5 separate regions of the Sus scrofa genome follow, and regions 1, 3, 4 and 5 are each linked to region 2. Evidence: chromatin contacts called from public HiChIP or PLAC-seq data. All regions are on one chromosome and are shown on one strand. Each heading gives the region's core, a stretch centred on a gene start, on an enhancer-like site or on the middle of the called end of the contact. The rest is flanking DNA. Distances are from core to core; before and after follow the strand shown.

Region 1 (4,214 bases), core at 1,644-4,143, 470 kb after region 2:
TGGTTTTCAGAATTCCAAACAGCTTAGACTGAATTTCTTATGCTCTGGATACAAAATCAGAATGCCTATAAGAAATACAGGAAGGGAGTTCCCATTGTGGCGCAGCAGAAACAAATCCAACTAGTAACCATGAGGTTGTAGGTTCGATCCCTGGCCTCGCTCAATGGGTCAAGGATCCGGCATTGCCATGAGCTGTGGTGTGAGTTACAGATGCGGCTTAAATCCTGTGTGGCTGTAGCTGTGGCATAGGCCGGTGGCTGTAGCTCTGAATTGACCCTTAGCCTGGGAACTTCCATATGCCACAGGTGTGGCCCCCAAAAACAAACAAACAAACAAACAAAAAAAAGACACAGAAAATTCTCACTCATGCTTTCCCAACTTATCCAGAGCAGATGCAAGCTAACCCTTAACAGCCCTAGCAACTTCTTTTTCAGCTCACTTCACCCTGTGCCTTAGAATTGGACAAGGTCAGGTGCTGCTTCGGGGAAACAGTTTTCCCACACTTGAGGCAAAGTAAAGTTGTGAATGATATCTAATGGAGAGCAGTTGGTAATATAGACAGAATTACCTCCCCACGCCCACAGCCCTCCTCCTATTAAGAAGCCTGTGCTCTGTCTGTGACCATCCCTGCATCATGCATCACACTGTGAAGGTCACACTCAGGGCAGAAGACACAATTCTCAGAATATTCAGTAATCCCCTGCTGGGCGGGGCCAAATCCTGGGAACAAGAAATCTAAAGGAACAAAAATTATGTTGAAAGTGTTTTGAAACAGTGAATTTTGTGTATGTCGAACAGAGGGTCATTTGATTTCATTTTGTTTTCTAAAATGCTCGTGGGCAGAATGGTCTGACGTGCCACTTCTGTGGGTGTTGCCAACAAGTTCACCCAGTATGAAATTCTACCCCAGGAACTCTCCCCTTCGAAAAGAACACATTCCTCCACCTCTACCTCCTTCTGCGTGTGCAGACTTAATAATTCAGCAGCAGATGTTCCTTTACCAGAGGGAAAGGGTATCCTGAGGGTATTAAAAGGTTCACCTGCCAAAGATCACTCTCCATTTAGCTTTTCTTTTTTTTTTTTTTTTTTGTCTTTTGTCTTTTTTGTTGTTGTTTTGTTGTTGTTGTTGTTGTTGTTGCTATTTCTTGGGCCGCTCCTGCAGCATATGGAGGTTCCCAGGCTAGGGGTTGAATCCGGCCTACGCCAGAGCCACAGCAACGCGGGATCCGAGCCGCGTCTGCAACCTACACCACAGCTCACGGCAACGCCGGATTGTTAACCCACTGAGCAAGGGCAGGGACCGAACCCGCAACCTCATGGTTCCTAGTCAGATTCGTTAACCACTGCGCCACGACGGGAACTCCTCCATTTAGCTTTTCAGTTACAGTCAGTGGTTTAGGGACTGGAATGGGATGGCAAATGGGCATATCTGGGTGGAGGGCTGGAGCGAGAGTGAAAGGCACCCCACAGCACAGATGTTGAGCCAAAACCTGCTTGGGCTTCACAATGGGGCTGTGACCCTCGGGGGTGGGATGAACAGGCAAGATCAGGAACTGGGGAGATTAGACGGACTTAAGATTCATTCCTTAATTATTTTTCCCCCAAAAGCCCAGCCGAGACTAGGAAACAAGTATGGACCAGAACATGTATCTCCAACTGTCCTCACATTACCATGAAAACGTAATAGATTTAGAGAATCACAGCTTCCCCCCCCAAGAGAATATACCAGAATAACCTTAGAATCACTGATGTGTAACAGCATATTCAAAGATTAAGGTGTTTAGGTATCCAGTTCAGGAGTTCTTAACATTTGGAAAACCAAAGACTGCTTTAGGGAATATGACCAAAGCAATGAGCTTCCCCAGAAAAATGCCCATAGCATAAAGATATATACATACTGCAAACTATTCTGGATGGTTCAAAGACCCTTGAAGCCCTCTGGATCATGAGCAAGAGACATCTAACCTAGCCATCTCCCACTTTCCTACCCCATTATGAAATGAGAAAGCAGAGGGCTCAATGGGTAGAACACTCTCTAGTTTTGAAAAGCCAAGGTTGAGGCGGAGCCAAAGCTAGTTACATTTACCTCAATTCCTAAAGCAGGATTTTTTTCTACTGCTTTGTAAATCAAAGACATTTCCATCCTTTTTATTTATATTTTAGCTCCAAGATACATGAAAATCAGTGTCTTCTGTTGCCACTCAACAAGAGCATGCTTATTTTACATACAGATTGATTTTTTTTTTTTTAATTCTGGGAAAGGAAGGTTCTAATGAGAGCTACCTGGATACTCTTAAAGTGAGCATCCCACTTATCCCCATCAGGCTCCTCCTGGGGGTAACAGTCTGTACTCAAATCATCCACCACAGGCCCTGCTGGCTGGACATCTCTGTGAAGCAGTTTCATCTTAGTCTCATTAGTGTTCAGCTGAGAACTTTGTCCCCCTTTCCCCCTCTCTATTCAGAACATGGGCTGCTGTTCTTTCCAAATCAAGGGCAAACCTTCCAAGTTGTCATGGGGCCAAACTCCCAGCTCGCCCCTGACTCATAAATCCTCCTGAAATCCAGGCCCAATGCTGTATTTGTGAAGGGGCCCTTTAGACAATAAAGCAGAAGTTTGGGTGGGTTCTCATAGAACTTCAGAGTATGTAATATATCTTTATCACTTGGCTAAGGCTGCTAATTAAAAGTTACTCTGGACCAATATTATTTGGATCCCTTTCTTCCTTCACTTTGCAAGAGAAAGGACTAGTCCTCAGAGAGGCAAAGATTCTAGGAAAAAGTAGAACACTGGTTGCATAAAAACTTTTTTAACCAAGTATGTGGAATGCTAATCTTTCCAAAACTGGTCATTATCTGGGGGTGCCGTAGTCATTGCTTAATGGGAGAGGCCGCACGGAACAAAAAATGCAGGTCCTTGGGACACTGCTGGGCCTGTCCCAAGGAGGGGAGGCCCTGGTGCCAGGTCAGATCAGTCCAGGCCATCAAGGGTGACAATCTTAAGCCTTTGCTGTGACATCCAAATCTGTGCTCATTGCATCTGCCCTCTCCCACAAAGGCTTTTAAGACACACACAGCAGAGCCACATTTAGGGCCCCTTATGAACCACATGTTAAACCCCAAAGTCTGATTTGGCTTCCAAAGGTCATTTCAATGCAGGAAGCTGTAGGAAATGTTCCCATCCTTATTATCCCAGAGCTGCTTGAAGTCCAGCACACTCTGGGATCATCCCATTTCTCACATGGGAGGAGCAGCAGATATCTTGGACCTGGGGCAGAGCTGCCCACGGGAGGGCCTCACCAGCCACAGAGGGGAGAGGAGCTGGTGTGGTTCCTCTGCATGGAGGCCTGATAGTGTGCACTGGAAAGGCTCCTGGCGTTGCTGGCCCTGGCTTCGCTTTCCAGAGCTTGCTCTAAGCTGACTATAACCTTGCCAAGAAGAATCTCAAGATCTAATCCTCAACTCAACAATAGCTTGGTCTTCTTAAAGATCAAGTCTGCCCCTCTCACCTTCCCACACTCCCTGGGTGACTGTCTCCATCAGTCCCACTAGGTTCAGGATCCTGGATCATCCACCTCTGCCCCTTCTCTTCCAGTGTGTTGACAGCATAAATTGTATGAACTACTCAGGATCTTTCCATTTTTAAGAGTCCATTTTTGGCACTTTTACTTCTAGATATACAGCCAAAAGCATTGCATTGAAAGCAGGGACTCAAAGAAATATTTGTATATGGCAGCGTTATTCACAATGGCCGAAAGATGGAAGCAATCACAGTCTGAAGTAGATGGATGGATAAGCAAAATATGACATACACAGACAATGGAGTACTATTTTATCTTAAAAAGAAATGAAGTTCAGACACAAGCTACAACATGGATGAGCCCTGTCAACATTATGCTAAGTGAAATAAGCCAAGCACAAAGGGACAGATAATGTATGCTTCCATTTGTGTGCATTACCTAGAGTATAAAAATTCATAGAGATGAAAAGTATAATGGTGGTTGCCAGGGGCTGGGAGGACAGGGAATGGAGCGTTGTTGTGTGATGGGTACGGAGTTTCAGTTTGGAAAGATGAAAAAGTTCTGGAGGTGGATGGTAGTGATGGTTGCACGTTTTGAATATATTAATGTCTTTGAACTAAACACTTTAAAATGGTTAAAAGGATAAATTTTATGCTATATATATTTCACCACCATTTTTTTAAATGTTAAGAGT
Region 2 (4,285 bases), core at 833-3,332:
GCACATGGAACTATATCTATCCACTCTTCGGGGATAGACCAAGAAGAGAAATAATACATTTAAAAAAGAAAGAATATATATATGTATGACTGAGTCACTTTGTTGTATAGCAGAAATTAGCACAACATCATAAATCAATGATAATTTTTTTAAAAAAAGGATACATAGAGGATGAATAAGAATGAGGTCAAAATGGGCCCATTACCAGGCAAAGAAAACAGTAGGCACAAAGGCCCTGAGCAGGAAGTTGGTCAAGAAGGCAACTGGGAGCTGAGAGGAAGGGCACAACCAGATGACACTAGCCTCATCCTTCCTTAAAGTTGGAGTATTGCGCTCGTCTTGCTGGACTCAGTTTCCCAAGCTACACTATCTCCCAGGATATATTATTCTGATTTTATTTTGTTGTTCCCTTGAAATTCTGGGTCCTGGCTCTTTAATGTTCATGCATATTTATTTTGTGCCTTTTCCAAACATAGGTCTCAGGTCTCTTTATCCTCTCAGACAATCATTCTCAAAGTCTGATGGTCTCTGGACCAGTAGTATCAGCATCACCTGGAACTTGTGAGAAAGGAAAAAGGGGGAGGTGGGTACGACATTGGAAAGCTGGCCTGGTGCTCCCAGTGGGCCATGTTATTCCCCTACTGAACAGAAGCAATCTCACAGAACCACATGCAAGGTTACTCTGAGACCATGATAAAATGAGACAAAACAAGGCCATTTCATAAATTTATCTGAACACAGACAAAAACAAGGTCATCGTGCAAGCCCACAAGTTATTAAACATCCCCTCCCTTGGCCAAAATAAGCGTCTGCCATTTCTGTACCAATTACAGTTTATTCTCCTGTGAGTCTCTCCTCCTTAAAGATAAAACTTGTTGAGATAACCGCTCATAGAATTGCCTCTGTTCTCTGACAGCATCCAACTTAGAGCACACTCCCACCTGCTTAAAGCTCCCTTCAAATCACTGAACCGAAGCCCAAATCTTATATAGGATCTTTCCAACATCCTCTGACAGACACACCTATAGTTCCCCATGGCCTGTTCCCTTTCGCTGTGGGGAATAATCAATCCAACTTATTTAACCATAGGTGACTTCCTGGTGGTCTTTGGTTGAAGGGCATCGATACTTGGTTCCCACCCTAGATTTAATGAATCAGAAACTCTGGCAGTAGGGGTGAGGGGCAGGGAGTCCAACATCCTGGCTTTTAACAGGCTCTCCATGGGTTTGTGACGCCCACTCCAGCTTGAGATTCACTTCTCTAAGGCAATGGTTCCCACTCCTTGCCACCCACTAGAATACAGATGCCTAAATCTCCCAGAGTCCTGTTCAACTGGTCTGGAGTGGAGTCTAGAAATCTACATTTTTAAAAGCTCCCCAGAGACAGGTTAGGGGGTGGGGGGATATGCTGGGGTGTTTGGGATGATAATGCCATAAAATTGGATTGTGATGATTGTTGTACACCTATAAATGTAATAAAATTCTTTAAGTAATGAAAAACAAATAAATAAATAATAATAAAAGCTCCCAGATGATGCTGTTGAGTATCATCTGAGGAGGTGAAGTTGGGAACCACTGCTCTAAAACAGTGACGTTGGTGGGAGCACCACGGAAGGATAAGGTCTATTTGCAATGCATTCTTACTGGCAACAGCCTCTTGCTGCAGTTTACAAGCAGTTGCTGTGGGAGCCGGTTGTAATTCTGCCCCTAGCTATCCATGACATGCCACAGTGTCCTGCCAAAGAAGGTGAGAACTTTGTTGTGGGGGACTTTGCCTTGGTTCCTTAGTCACATATCAACAAACTTGCTAGCTGTATCTTCTGTGCTTAGTGACCTCCCTTGCTTCTTTGATTAGACAGACACTGCTCAGCCATACACACAGGATTATTGCATATAGTTACATCTCTCTCTCTGAGAGGCAGGCTAATGTAAGGGAATAATCACAGCCAATGCTTATCTTGTATTTAATTTGGTGCCAGTCATTAGGCTAACAATCTTTCAACTATCCCAATGAGGTAGATGCTATTATCATCCATGTTTCAGAGATGAGAAAACAGGTTTGGAGAGGCTAAGTAGCTACCCTAGTCCCAGCTGCTCAACTGACGGAGGCAGGTTTCAAAGGCAAGCCGTCTTGCTCCAGAATCCACACTTCTAACCACCCTAGCTTAGTTTCCTCTGTCTGCTTTCCCTCTGGCATCTCCTTTATCTTTGTCTTTGTTGTTTCTCCTCTCAGCATGATACTCCCCAGCTTTTGCGGGGTAGGGGTGGAGGTGGGGAGGGAAGGAAAGACTTCCAGGCAGGCTGAGGTGTCTGTCCTCTCAGGAACAACAAACTCCTCCGCTATACTCCTCCTCCCCCACTCGCCTCTCCACAGAAATATCCTCTGTCCACATCTGTAGAGTAAAAGGAAAGTGGTTCGCTTAGTGTTCAAACATATAGCACACATTCAAACAGCTGTCCTGGTACAGAAAGCCCTTTCAGCCCTTTAAAATGTTTTAACTGTTTCCTGCCCCCACAATTGGTGTGTTATATTAACATCATGGAACACTTTTGAATGAGACTGCCACTCATTTTATTTTTTTTAATGGCCACACCCATGGTACATGGAGTTCCTGGGCCAGGGTTCAGATCTGAGCCCTATGCCACGGCGGTGGCAACACAGGATCCTTTAACCCATTACACCAGGCCAGGGATCGAGGCCAGCCACTGCAGTAGGATTCCTTACCCCCTGGGCCACAGCAGGAACTCCAAGACATCCAGTTATTTACTCTTCTGGAACATGGTTTTTAGGCTCACTACCACATTTCTTTTTTAAATACTTTTGATCAGCTTCTGTCCTTATATCTTTCAGTTTTTCAGCTTCTGTCCTTATATCCTTATATCTTTCAGTTTCTCACCAGGGCACCAATGGATCCTTCATCATCTGAAGGACTTAGCTTTCCAGGAACATCATAACTTGGGATGAACCAAGGCCTCAAACTTAGTGATCCTCCGGCCATCTAATAATAAGACTCCTCATAGAATAGTGGTAAAAATTGACTTAACTATTTATATGACTTGGAAGAGTGCATGGCATGAACTATATTCCAAATTCTAATGTTAATTTTTATTTCATATTTAAACATCTTTGAAATCTGTTTGTGTCTTAGTAATGATGATTTAAATTAAAATTATAATTGACTTTTTTTGGTGTATCTTTCAATCTTAAGTTTGATGAAGTAAATTCTCAATAAACATTATTCTTCCTCCTCCTCTTCCTCCCACTCCTAATTTATATTCCAAGAGTCCCAGTCCTCATCTGGCATCTGAGTTTGAGAAATACACAAAGGTCCTTTCCCCAGGTTGCATGGTTCGGCTATCACTTTTTCCCATAAGCTGGGAGAATGATATTCACTGGTCATCTTATCACCTGTGAAGAGAAGGTAATTCTCACCCAGGTACCTGCATGTACCATAAAACTCTGCTATAAACTAGGGGTACACGATGCCCTAAAGCAGCACACAGAGCACAAAGACGACACAAAAACAAATAAGAACAGGTGACTGTACAACTGTTAGCAACATCTTGTATACCTCAACACAGAACTAGGAACTGCCTTTGCAACCTTAAAAAGCAAATCTAACTCTACAATGATTAAGATTTTTTTTTATGTAGAATGAGAAAATTGTCTATTTTATACTATATGGCAAAACTCAAACAGAATCCTGACTAGACCTCTTTAACTTCTTCAGATTACAACTTCAATTGCCAAATGTTATTTTCCTCACAATCCTTTTTCCATTACTTTCTCTAAGTTCTCTGGCTCCAACCCAAATCCTTCTCCAGGATGGATGCTATCCCCTCATTGTATTTCCATGCCTCCTCCCCACACATATGCACAAGTACACACACAAACACACACATCACCACCGCTGGATCTTTCTCTTTTCTTGTATAAAGACCTTTAGCTTTTTTTTTCTCAGTTTCTAAAAATTATTTACATCATTTCACCTATGAACTCTCTCCCTACCTTTCCACCTCCTTCATCATCCTTCTTCAATGCATCAGAGGCTTCTATATAATAATAATACTTTTCACCAGACACAAATGTGTGTGTTAGAGACAGAGAGACAGAGCCAATAGGCAAATACAAGATAATATAAGTGCTAATATGATAAACAGATACAGGATAACATGAAAGCAAAAGCAAAAAAGAGCTTCCCTTCACCTTGATCCCGGAAGAAAGACTGAGGCACTGCCATAGTTCTCTACATTGGGGCATGTCTGGAGACATTTCGGTTGTCACA
Region 3 (4,226 bases), core at 1,278-3,777, 270 kb before region 2:
TATATATATATATACACACACATATATATAACAGAAAAAAGGGCAAATACATATCAAATAACATTGTATCCTGAGACCATGACAAAAAGACATTTTATTCCTCTTTTTTTTATGGCTGCACCTGCAGCATACAGAAGTTCCTGGGCTAGGGGTAGAAGTGGAGCTACAGCTGCCACCTATACCACAGCCACAGCAATGCCAGATCTGAGCCACATCTGTGACCTATGCCACAGCTTGTGGATTCTTAACCCACTGAGTAAGGCCAGGGATTGGAACTTCATCCTCATGGAGACGTCAGGTTCTTATTCCACTGAGGCCATAATGGGAACTCCAAAAAGACATTTTAAAATAGAGCTGTTTTTCTTTGCTAACTCAACTGTTCCCTAGTCATTTTTTTCCTTTCCTCCTAGGTTTCTGAGATCTCATTCTTCTCAGCTTGGCTCCAAGGTTAGATCCTCTCCGAGAGCTTCTGATCTCACATGAATCCTCATCCTTCCCCTGAGATCCCACTGTATTGCTTTCATTTCTTTGTGCATGTGGTGCCCATATTGAGCTGAAATGACTTGCTTATACCCTGTCTTCTCCATTAGACTGAGGACTCCTTGGGGCCAAAGACTGTGGCTTATGTACTGGTCCAATGTTCAGCTCTGTGTGCAGCAGGTGCTCAGACAGTGCTGGAGGGCCTGTCTTTTGAATCTGTCTGCTGTTCTTTCCTTTGCTCTTCATTTCAACATGTCTTTTCCTCTTACTCTTTGTGATTTTCACTTGATCCTTTTGAGTTTTGATTCCAAAGTTCTTAAGAGACAGAGATCCTATTGGCTGGTGCAAGACCATAGCAGTTGTGTGTGTGTGTGTGTGTGTGTGTGAGAGAGAGAGAGAGAGAGAGAGGGAGAGGGAGAGGGAGAGGGAGAGGGAGAGGGAGAGGGAGGAGAGGGAGAGGGAGAGGGAGAGGGAGAGGGAGAGGGAGAGCGCTGAGTCACTGTCTCCCATTTCTGGCTTCGCTTCTCACATCCACAACCCATGTGCTCTACTTCCATTTTTTCCTCTCATTCCTGTTCCAAGCACATCTGAAGGTGAGAAAACTTTGTCTTACTACTGTATTTGCACTTGCCAAATACTATGCTGAATCCAGCTGCAATTCTTAAATTATTCTGGAGAAAGTGGTATATAGCTAGTGAGAAATAAATTTTCTTGCAATCTCTAGCTATAAAAATCTTGTTCTATTTTTTTTGTTAAAGTATGGCATGGTATAAGTAAAAGACTGTTTTGAACTTTTTTTGGCATTGAGAAACATAGGATAAAAATATTCCACAGTCATTACAAGTTGTTCTTTTAAGAATATCTAATGGTATGGGGAATGGTCATGAGTTCAAAAAAAAAAAAAAAAAAAGCCCACAGTATAAAGCTAAATAGAATTGGATTCCATTTACATGTGCTAAAAATTACTTTTTTATTTCTCTGCGTGTATGTATTAAGATTGCAAGGAAATATATAAAAACACTAACAAATTCTAATTCAAAGACATGGGACTAATATTTTCTTCTTTATGCTTCTTTTCTCCACTTCTCAATTTACCACCATAATAATATACTTTTTTATAATCAGAGAAAACAAAATCCTGACATGTTTTTTAAAGAAAAAAAAAAAACTCAAAAAGTTAAAACAGAGAATAGACTTGAACATTTAAAAGAAAATATATGTTAGGTATTGTATCCTGGGTAAAGGAGAGAGGCAAAGGAGCTTTCTTACTATAGAATTTTTTTTTTTTTTTTTTTTTGGCTTGGTGTGGAGTGACTTGAAGTGGGATCTCACTTCCCAGACCAGGGACTGAACCTGGGCTGCTTCATTGAAAGCTTTGAGTCCTAATCACTAGACCACCAGGGAACTCCCTGTAGTATTTTTTTTTTAATGAATGTCTAAATTCTCCAGAATGGAGGACAGTGTAATAAGGTCCCAAATATCCATCCCTCAGCTTCCCCCATCAACTGCACTTCTTTCCCCTCCCTGCTTTTTTTCAGAGCAGTTTTTGAAAGGATTCAAGTTATCCTCTAATTTGTTTGGATAGATTTTATTTTCTCTAGCTTGGCTTTTCCCTTTGGGGATGGCTCACAAAGCCTCAGAGCTTCTGAACGCACTCTGACGTGAGGGAGCAGCTTGAGTCCTCAAGTATGTGTCCCGCCTGGAGACGAAGCCCATTGAAGTCCCTGAGAGCAAACAGCTCTGAAAAGCAAAGCGATCTGGTATTTACTCAACTTTACTTCTGTCCGGTGGGTCAGAGAACAGACTCCAGTGTCCAGGATAAAGCCGGGCCTGGCCGGGTCTTGGCAGCTCAAACCGCCCCATTGTGATTCAAGATTCGGGGTGTAAACACATGCAGTGTTTAACCACCGCCAGTCCTCTTTGAATGTTTGATAGCCGTGACTGGGGCTCAGGAAGAACACAGTAGTGACTTCTTCACTGGAGCTGAGGCTGAGGCTTTATGTAGTGTTTGGGCAAACGGCACCGGCAGCTGCAAGCCCTCAATGGGTGCTTTCTAGTTGCTGAGTGGGCTGTGCTGCGTTGCTGGGAGCCGAGGTCCGGAGCTGCCCCTGGGCTGGATGGGGGGAGGAGGAGGCGGCCAGCCGCAGCCTGGGCCACCCCTTCTCGGTGACAGGTGCTGAGGGACAGGAGAAGGAGCCCCTCCCTACTGGCTCCCAAGCCTGGGCTCAGTGTCTGCCACTGACTGCCATTTTTATTGGGTTTTTGTTTCAGGAACACACACAGGACCTTGGCAGGCAGAGATGTACCCTGTGGCTTGGTCTTTCTCTGCTCAGCTAGTGGTGATGAAAACAGTAACAAAGACCCTGACTTTGCTAAATGACCAAGACTCACTCAGATAACAAGCCAGTACAGTTGCTGGCAGAGAGCCTTCTAGACGCTTGATGCAGTGTGACCTACTGGAGTGAGAAGGAGAATTGGAAGGGGAGGGCTCTCAGTTACATTTTGGTCCAATTAAAGGATACTATTATCTCCTCCTGATGTGGACTGATGATCCTGTTTATCATTAACTATCATCTACTGAGAACTTTTATGTGCCAGGTACTGAACTAGGTATTGCATGTTCATTGTCTTACCATAATCCTGCAATTTCGTTGTTGTTGTTGTTTTTTTTTTTTAACAAAGGAGAAAACTGAGTTTCAGAAAGGTTAACTCATTTGTTCAATAGTGTTACGCAGCTTATAAACGGTACAGTCAGAAATCCAATCTTGGTATGACTATAAAATAACTTATACCCTTTCTGGGAGAAACACATAGCTTATGCCCTGTAAATTTGATATTTAAAGTGCCAGGTGACTGTGGCCTAGAAAAGGCGATTTGGCCATGGGAATACAGAGTAAGTCAATAATTTATATTCAGAACAATGTCTACTCTTTTCGTTACAGAGAATTCCAGGAAAACTCAGATGAGGTAGATTCATAAGGCAGAAAAATCCCTTCTTGGGAGTTCCCGTCATGGATCAGCAGTTAACGAACCTGACTAGTAACGAACCTGACTAGTATCCATGAGGTTTGATCCTTGGCCTCACTCAGTGGATTAAAGATCCAGCATTGCCATGAGCTGTGGTGCAGCTCTCACACGTAGCTGGGATCTGGCATAGCTGTGGTGTAGGCCAGCGGCTACAGCTCTAATTTGACCCCTAGCCTGGGAACGTCCATATGCCACAGGTGTGGCCCTAAAAAGACCAAAAAAAGAAAAAAAAAATCGCTTCTTAATACTGAGGGAGTAAGAACCCTGCCTCCTACCTCCCCTAACCCCCAGTCTGGGCCTGGCGAGCCTACAAGAAAAAATTTAATGTCACTGTTCTTATTTTAAATAATTACTCCTGAATTTTTAAATGAAAAACAAGAGGTCAGTTATAAGAGCAATTTAAAATTTGCAGAAAAAATTTAGAAGACGGTAGAGAGTTCCCATATACCTCACCGACCAGTTTCCACTATTAACATCTAATAGTGCACATTTGTTATTAATGAACTGATATCAAAACATTATTAACTAAAGTCCAGTTTATTCAGACTTCCTTCATTTATTTTTTTCTTTTTTGGGTTGCACCTGAGGCATATGGAAGTTCCCAGGCTAGGGGTGGAATCAGAGCTGCAGTTGCCAGCCTACGCCACAGCCACAGCCATGCCAGATCTGAGTTCACGTCTGCAACCTACACCACAGCTCATCGCAATGCCAGATCTTTA
Region 4 (4,279 bases), core at 1,200-3,699, 330 kb before region 2:
AGCAATATGAAAACACATACAATCATTACAAGCAAGCTTCAGCGTTTTTCCCAACCCCCATTATTATTGCGATAAAAATCACTAACCTATTTTCCCCCAAGGACTATTTCACAGAGTGTGGCTTCAAATTAATGTTTGGTCCATTGAGGGCATGAAAAACTAGCTAACAAGTGACATTTGTTTACTCCAGTGGTGAAGTACATGACGAGGCTGAATCAGAGGCTGACCCAGATAAAGATGCTATTCGCAAATAGCTTGGGCAGGAATGAATACCTTCCACGACCCCGGAAAAGTCCTGAATTCACCGTTTGTTTCTATACAACACTAACGAGTGAGTCCTTCCTTCCACATCTGTGGTATGGAAAAATCTTTATCCGACAAAAATTTTGAGAGTACTGAGAAGTGAGTACTTTGCAAATCAGGGGCTGAAATAATTCTTTGTTACTTTTAGAATATCAGCTGCTGTTAAATTTCATCCCCCACGTAGAGATCTCAGAAGCTAAGCAGTAAAACGCTTTTGCCAGAGACCAACGTTCCATCCTAGATTTATTTCCCTTGAAGGATTTCTCTCCCAGGCACTTACAGCCTTAGAGCAGCATCACATCCCTTTGCCATGCAAATTGGGGCCCACCTCGTGTCAACCAGGGACAAAGGCTAGAGAAAGATTTGGAGGTTACCCAGTGGAAAATTCAGGAATAAGATTCTAGAATCTCAGGAAACCCTAATTTAATTTAAGATACTGCTTCATTTGCCTCATTGAAAAAAAGAAAGACTGTACTTATGCAATCTACTTCCCTCAATTATATAAAGGTTTTTTTTTTTTTTTTTTTTGGTTTGGTTTTGTTTTTTGGCCCTGCCTACAGTATTGGGAAGCTCCTGGACCAGGGATTCAACCAGCACCATAGCAGCGATTTGTGCCACTGCAGTGCCAACTCTGGATCCTTGACTCGAGAAGCCACATGGGAGCGCCTATAAAGTTTTAAGACCAAACCAAACCAAACAAACCATGATTGATTATAACATACAGCTAAGTATTTCCAAAGGCATCTTTCCCCACATTAAAATTGTACAAAGTGACAGGTGATGACTAACTCAAACAATTATTCAGTCTATTCAGACCAGCACCAAGGTAAGAATGACTTAAATATTAAACCAATGTTCAGGAACATACCCTAACCCTATCCTTAGAATTCCTGTTTTTTTGAATTGAAGACTTTCACTAATGCAAAGTCTTTGTAAAGAGATCCTTTTGGGTAAAGGTCTAAGACAAAAATACCTTAAGATGGTTTTTCTCTACAAAGAGATTTCAGTGTCCCAACACAAGCACATCATTCGACCTCTTTGGAATTTTTTTTTCCTTTTCCATTTGGATGAGATGATCCCTGTGGTCCTCATTCCACTCAAAATTCTGTTCAGTAAACTCTCAGTTTTCCACCATAACAGGAGAGGACAAGAGAAGGGACCACACACAACATTGAAACATCAGGGCAAGTTTACGTTCACAGTGAGGGGGGGGTGCAGATCCTTCTGGGGTCAGGAACGGATCTCTCCTGGTCTACTTCCTGTCTGCCCACAGAGCCAGAGGACAGGGCATGCACAGAGCCCTCCTTGCACGTTTGTGCTGACGCAGTCTGGGGTTCGACTGCTTTACAAAACATCCAAGTGTGCAGGCTCCTATCATTCCCTTGCCACATTTATGACCAAATGACAAACGTTTCAAAATTACTCAAGATTTGCCAAGGTTATAAAAATATGAAAGGGGGGGGCAGATGCATGGGAAAATAAAAAGAAGACATTTAATAGCTCTTTCTTGGAATGGCTATGGATGGGTTTACAGTTCATTGTTTTCAGTCATTCCTCTGACTAAATACACTTTCCACCTGCTTCGTCAAGGGCTAAGAGAAGACGACTAAAGCATGGTCTGTATGAAGCATGCATTTCATTTACCATAAAGAGCTCGAACAAGGCAAATGTGTGCAGCTGGAACTAACGTGCACCACATTTCGCCAATCCCCCAGCCCCTGAGATCTCCGCAAACACCTCCGTAAGTCCCAGCTGTTTTCAGTTAAGAACTGACGTCTGGAGCAGCCTGCCTCCTTTACTGAATGATTGTTTTATCTAAAATAGGATTCTGAACACCTTTTTTAAAATTAAGGACTAGATCCATTTATTTTCAAGTCAAATAAATGACCCAAAGACGAATTTAAGTTTAACTCTTCTAAAAACAGTTAATATTTCACATTGAATGTGCTCCTGAGGCCAGAGGAAATGTTCTTTCCCTTCCGAAAATTTCTCGCCAAGCGCTAACAAGCCCAGTTTCTTCCCAAGAATATTTGTTTTCTATTTCTCTGAGTCGAGTTTTTTTTTAAAGGGCTGGAAGCTTTCACAAGACAAAATAATTCCATTTGCTAGTTGGCTCTTCCTCGGAGTCCTGCTCGAATCCTATGGGACCCATAAATCCTTGCCTGAAATGTAGGATAAGTGTCATGAAACATACTTGGGAACTGGGAAACCACAGCTCAAAGCAGCAACCCAAAGATAGAAGCAAAGACCTGCTTCGAATTAAAACTGTAACAAGCGGACATACCACTGACCATTAATTCTTCAGCCAAGGAGACATAAACACTCAAGGAAAAAGTATGCACAGTATCACTAATTTGGGAGGAAGACAGCAATGCAGATAATAATTAGTACTGCTATGAAGACCAGACAAGGTAAATCAACTCACGTTCACCCTGAATTACTTAAGCCAGACATAGAGTCAATTTTCCCCACCATACACTAGGTCAGGTATTTAGTGGGGAAAAAAACTCAAGCAGAAGCAACAGAGAGGTAGAAGCTCAGGGAGGGAGGGAGAAATGAGGTAGACTGTACAGCTACTGTGCTGTCTAGGCAGCTGCCGCTGGATGGAAGTGGAGTGTCATAGAGGTAAGAATTGCTAAGAGTTAGGATGGGTCATTCAGCACCTCCACCACGCTCTGCCCCAGTAACTCAAGGCTTCAGGACCTAAAAAGGAGCTCCTCTCCACAGAAAGGCTGAGGACCTCTGATCTAGGAAACCTCTGCTCTGATCATCAGCAAGTCCTTTGAAAAATACTGATTTACTAGGTTGTGATGATCATCATACAACTGTAACTGTAATAACATTTACTGAGTAATAAAAAAAAAGAAAAATACTGATTTACGATAGTATAGAATCAGGGAATGAAACAAATCAAAACTTCTAAATAACTTCTAGGAAACTCACTGGCAAAAAAACCCCAATAACCCAATTGAAAAATGGGCAGAAGACCTGAACAGACATTTCTCCAAAGAAGATATATAGATGGCAAACAGGCACATGAAAAAATGCTCAACATCAGTAATTATTAGAGAAATGCAAATCAAAACTACAATGAGGTTACCACCTCACACCAGATAGAAATGCCATCGTTAACGAGTCAACAAATAAATGCTGGAGAGGGTGTGGAGAAAAGGGAACCCTCCTACACTGTTGGTGGGAATGTAAATTGGTACAACCACTATGGAAAACAGTATGGAGGTACCTTAGGAAACTATATGGAAAACAGTATGGAGGTACCTTAGGAAACTATATGGAAAACAGTATGGAGGTACCTTAGGAAACTATATGGAAAACAGAATGGAGGTACCTTAGGAAACTATATGGAAAACAGTATGGAGGTACCTTAGGAAACTATATGGAAAACTACCATATGACCTAGCAATCCCACTCTTGAGGATATATCCAGACAAAACTTTCCTTGAAAAAGACATATGCACCCATATGTTCACTGCAGCACTATTCACAATAGTCCAGACATGGAAACAACTTAAATGTCCATCGACAGATGAATGGATTAAGAAGATGTGTTATACATACACAATGGACTACTACTCAGCCATAAAAAAGAACAAAATCATGCCATCTGCAGCAACATGGATGCAACTAGAGTCTCTCATACTGAGTGAAGTAAGTCAGGAAGAAAATGACAAATACCATAAGATATCACTTATATCTGGAATCTAACACACGGCACAAATGAACCTTTCTACAGAAAAGAAACAAACTCATGGTTATGAGGAACAGACCTGTGGTTGCCAAGAGGGAGGTGCAAGGGAGTGGATAGACTGGGAGCTTGGGGTTAGTAGATGCAGTTATTACCTTTGGAGTGGATAAGCAATGAGATCCTGCTGTATAGCAAGGGGAAATAAAATATTTAACCACTTGTGATGGAACATGATGGAGGATAATGTGAGAAAAAAAAATATATATATATATA
Region 5 (3,725 bases), core at 628-3,127, 500 kb after region 2:
ATGGAAAGACATGGGTGGAAGGAGAGGAATTCCAGAACCAACTTTATCTCCTCCCTTTGTTCTTTCTGAAACAAGCCCTACTTGAAGTATAAAGCTGATGTGTTTCTTGGTTTGTTTGTCTGGAATAGGGAGGCCACTGTGGCAACAACCCAGACAAATTTAGGGCTTCACCTGACACCACAGACTGAAGTGCTTTGGGACTATTAAAGCAGAACGTAAATGAAGCCCATTCTCCACTGCCCCTTCAGATCAGTGGGCAGAACAATCTTACCTAGAGTCCAGAAAGTTACCTATTAGCCACTCCTGAGGCTCACAGCTCTTCTGAACCCCTGAAGGCTGTGCTGCCTCCCAGGTGAGGCTGCAGGCCTGTGACACAGGACTCCTCACCTACAACCGTTTCTCTCAGACCCCTGAGCCCTTAGGCCCCCTCAACTCTCTACTCCCTTCCATAGGGAACCCTCTTTTCCTCCCAGATTTTGTCCCTTGGCTTCACGCCATGTCCCCCGGGATGGAGCAGGAGAGGGAGTTTAGGGTCCACTTGGACAAAGGACAGAATGAAAGTATTTATTTCCACAGTGATCAAATCAATTTCCCAGTGAGAGTGGGTGCCTCAGTAACAATCTTCTCTTCTGTTCTGCTAAAAGGATCTCTCTTTTCTCCCCCTTTGAGCTACATTAATGACAAGTCTTCTGTGAGTTCCCAGGTGGCACAATGGATTAAGGATTGGGCATTGTCACTGCTGAGGCAGGGATTCAATCCCTGGCCCTGGGAACTTCTGCATGCCACAGGCCTGGCCAAAAAATTAAATGAGAAGGACACAGCTTCTTCTCTCTTCTTAGCTTGGTGGGTGCCATCCCCAGGAGATGAAAAGAAGCAAGGAACTCATTCTGCACATAAATACTTTCAATTTTACAGCAGCCTGCCTTATTTCAAGAAACTGAATGTCCGTCCGTGGAAAAAGGTCAGCCCTAAGAGAAGACCTCACCTCTTCCTAAAAGGTACCGCATGTGAACTCTTCAGGGAGACCTGTGTTTTTATCTTTAGGGTCCTGCTCTATCCTCTGTACAGCCAAATCCTCCTCTTACAGCTTGTGGACTGGCACCAGCCCAATAGAGAAAACTCAGTTCTTTTCTCCCTTAGCAAGCCCAATATGCTTCTTTAATAATTCTAGTGGTGCTCTGGTCAACTGTCCTAAGAGCCAAGAACAGGCTTGGTAGGGAGCAGGGGTGATGGGCAGGACAGACAAGCTGGCATCTGTGGACCAGGGGGAGCTGTGCATTGATTCCTTAATGAATTTGTTTAAGGGGGGAGATGAAATATGGGGCAGAGTCTGAGAAGACCGAGGGGGAGAGCTGGGGAAAGAGAGCAGATGTTGTAAAAGATACTCTTTCATGTTTCCTGTGCACTAGAAATCTGCAGATGTATGTTGGCAGGGCTACAGTCAGAGAACAGAGGGAGGCTGGAGTTTACACATCTGGAAATCATTTGGCAGAGGGCAGAGTTCAAAAGCTTTCTGCTTCAGCCGCTCACAGACCCTCCTTGATGCGCGGGCCGTGGCTGAGTGAGGGGCCACCATCCAGAGTCCCTCTGGCCCCCCTCCGGGGAAGCCCGACCTAGGCTGGTGGGTCTGCCTCTGTATCAGGTCAGTCACATGGAAAAGTTGAAATGCTGATAAAAAGAGAGAAGGAGGCGGGGAAGGAGGGGAGCAAAGCAGAGAACGCACCATAACTGAGAGAAGCCTGGCTGGAAATCAAGAAACAAAATGTACTTGGACCCAATCCAGTGCATGAGTTAACTTGAGAGCAAAGAACACCATTCAATGGAGGAAAAAAAAAGGCCTTCTCTGCTGCATGGTAACACCCAGGGATCATACTCACACCACATTGACTTTTCTCAGAAATCCCTATACATTGTGCCTTCACTGATTTCAGGAATGCGAAAGGCCCTCCTGATCCTGAGGGAATTACTCCCTTTGGAAGGATTTATGGGGTTCTGCAAAGAGAAAGAGCAGGGTTTCTGAGGGCCCGGTCACCACGCTCTGACCCAAAGCCTCTGCAGCCACTGTGAGACGAGGTCGTCCCTCCCAGAAGCGGGCAAGGTCAGTGTGGGTGCTCAGCTCCCCTCAGAGGAGGAACACATCTTCGGGGTGAACTTGGGTCCCAGCTCCAAGTTCCTGCCATACTCAGCCGTGCAGACACAGTGGTTGCAGCTGCTGTCAGGCTGTGCTTCGGGCTTCATGTAGCCTGTGTAGGAGGTGAACTCACAGGGAGTGGTAATGAGTTAAAGACTCTGGAGCTCACCCAGGTGGGTTCATGAGGCCCAAGACCTCAGAAGAATCAGAGTCCACCTGGGGAGGGAACAGAACACATGAAAAGCTAAGTAAGAAATACAGCCAAGGAGTTCCCATTGTGGTGCAGCAGAAACGAATCTGACTAGGAACCATGAGGCTGCGGGTTCGATCCCTGGCCTTGCTCAGTGGGTTAAGGATCTGGCAATGCCATGAGCTGTGTTGTAGGTTGCAGACGTGGCTCGGATCCTGCGTTGCTGTGGCTGTGGTGGAGGCCGGCAGCTGTAGCTCCGATTAGACCCCTAGTCTGGGAGCCTCCATATGCCACAGGTACAGCCCTGAAAAGACAAAAGAAAAAAAAAAAAATACAGCCAAATTAATAAATGCCAAGTGTGAGGTAAAACATGTTCAGACAGATGTCCACCCCCCAAGCCTGTTTAACTTCCTGTCCCCTCTCCCTTGATGGATATCTCTGCCACCCCTGCAGTTACCCAGGCCAGAAATGTTCACATCTCCCCCTCAACATGTATCCAATTTTTTTTTGTCTTTTTTTTTTTTTTTGCTTTTTCTGGGGCTCCTCCCGTGGCATATGGAGGTTCCCAGGCTAGGGGTCTAATCAAAGCTGTAGCCACCAGCCTACACCAGACCAAAGCAACGCCAGATCCGAGCCACGTCTGCAACGTACACCACAGCTCACAGCAATGCTGGATCCTTAACCCACTGAGCGATGTCAGGGATTGAACCCACAGCCTCATGGTTCCTAGTCAGATTTGTTAACCATTGAGCCACGATGGGAACTCCAACATGTATCCAATTTGGCCACAGGTTCTGTTCATGTTTTGAATGTGTCCACCTACCAATCCCACCACCCTCAGCATCTCCAGCCTAATCAATGCAGCAACCCCTCCCTGCCACCGATCTTATCGCCTGAATCCAACCTCTCAATTTTCTTTCTGAAAAATAAATCTGAGGGTGACACTCCTCTAAATGGTTCAATGGTTCCCCACAGCTTTCAGGACAAAGGACAGAATCTGGCTTTTATCCACTTTCAGAACCTCATCTTCAGTGGAGAGTGGGTAAATGTTTAACCACCAGGCCCCCAGATACACAATGTGTCATCTTATAGGACACGTTCCCCCTCGAACAATGAACTTCTTCCAACTTACTGGCCACGCCCCATTTTCTCCCTCACCTGGGCCTCTGCACATCTTTTTCTCTCTGTCCAGAAAGATTTTCTTTCTGCCTCACCAAGTCATCCTTCCAGATCTAACTCATCAAGGAATTCAACACATAGTAAGCAGAGTGGCCACCAAAATGCTGCCCTGTAATTGTGTGTTGGCCGGGGTGCAACTGTGCCAGGCACCTTTGAGAACAGGCAGTACTTTTATCTTTGCATGCACACTGCCTTTCATGCTTCCTGGCATAAAGTAGTTTTTCC

Evidence for each region. HiChIP or PLAC-seq counts read pairs in DNA pulled down with a chosen protein or histone mark.
Region 1: an H3K27ac HiChIP or PLAC-seq map of skeletal muscle shows a contact between it and region 2. The contact joins two enhancer-like sites. A contact is called at or near these places in 2 of 2 datasets of contacts at active chromatin or transcription factors (alveolar macrophages and skeletal muscle).
Region 3: a contact with region 2 is called in an H3K27ac HiChIP or PLAC-seq map of skeletal muscle. The contact joins two enhancer-like sites. A contact is called at or near these places in 2 of 2 datasets of contacts at active chromatin or transcription factors (alveolar macrophages and skeletal muscle).
Region 4: an H3K27ac HiChIP or PLAC-seq map of skeletal muscle shows a contact between it and region 2, with 4 times the contacts expected there. The contact joins two enhancer-like sites. A contact is called at or near these places in 1 of 47 Hi-C or Micro-C datasets (skeletal muscle) and 2 of 2 datasets of contacts at active chromatin or transcription factors (alveolar macrophages and skeletal muscle).
Region 5: a contact with region 2 is called in an H3K27ac HiChIP or PLAC-seq map of skeletal muscle. The contact joins two enhancer-like sites. A contact is called at or near these places in 1 of 47 Hi-C or Micro-C datasets (psoas muscle) and 1 of 2 datasets of contacts at active chromatin or transcription factors (skeletal muscle).

What each region holds. Positions count from the first base shown.
Region 1 is chr16:45,669,195-45,673,408 of Sscrofa11.1, reverse strand. No RefSeq gene overlaps it. Among named protein-coding and RNA genes, the nearest start is that of CD180, 83 kb to the right of the region's middle. Within about 2 kb of position 2,893, at least 14 of the 83 cell types and tissues checked have an H3K27ac peak or open chromatin away from gene starts, as enhancers often do. A contact at or near this core is called in skeletal muscle, where this site is marked.
Region 2 is chr16:46,143,183-46,147,467 of Sscrofa11.1, reverse strand. No RefSeq gene overlaps it. Among named protein-coding and RNA genes, the nearest start is that of PIK3R1, 290 kb to the left of the region's middle. Within about 2 kb of position 2,082, at least 8 of the 83 cell types and tissues checked have an H3K27ac peak or open chromatin away from gene starts, as enhancers often do. A contact at or near this core is called in skeletal muscle, where this site is marked.
Region 3 is chr16:46,410,997-46,415,222 of Sscrofa11.1, reverse strand. No RefSeq gene overlaps it. Among named protein-coding and RNA genes, the nearest start is that of PIK3R1, 22 kb to the left of the region's middle. Within about 2 kb of position 2,527, at least 31 of the 83 cell types and tissues checked have an H3K27ac peak or open chromatin away from gene starts, as enhancers often do. A contact at or near this core is called in skeletal muscle, where this site is marked.
Region 4 is chr16:46,472,046-46,476,324 of Sscrofa11.1, reverse strand. All of the region lies in intron 2 of PIK3R1 (phosphatidylinositol 3-kinase regulatory subunit alpha), which reads right to left. Among named protein-coding and RNA genes, the nearest start is that of PIK3R1, 39 kb to the right of the region's middle. Within about 2 kb of position 2,449, at least 7 of the 83 cell types and tissues checked have an H3K27ac peak or open chromatin away from gene starts, as enhancers often do. A contact at or near this core is called in skeletal muscle, where this site is marked.
Region 5 is chr16:45,643,458-45,647,182 of Sscrofa11.1, reverse strand. No RefSeq gene overlaps it. Among named protein-coding and RNA genes, the nearest start is that of CD180, 57 kb to the right of the region's middle. Within about 2 kb of position 1,877, at least 44 of the 83 cell types and tissues checked have an H3K27ac peak or open chromatin away from gene starts, as enhancers often do. A contact at or near this core is called in skeletal muscle, where this site is marked.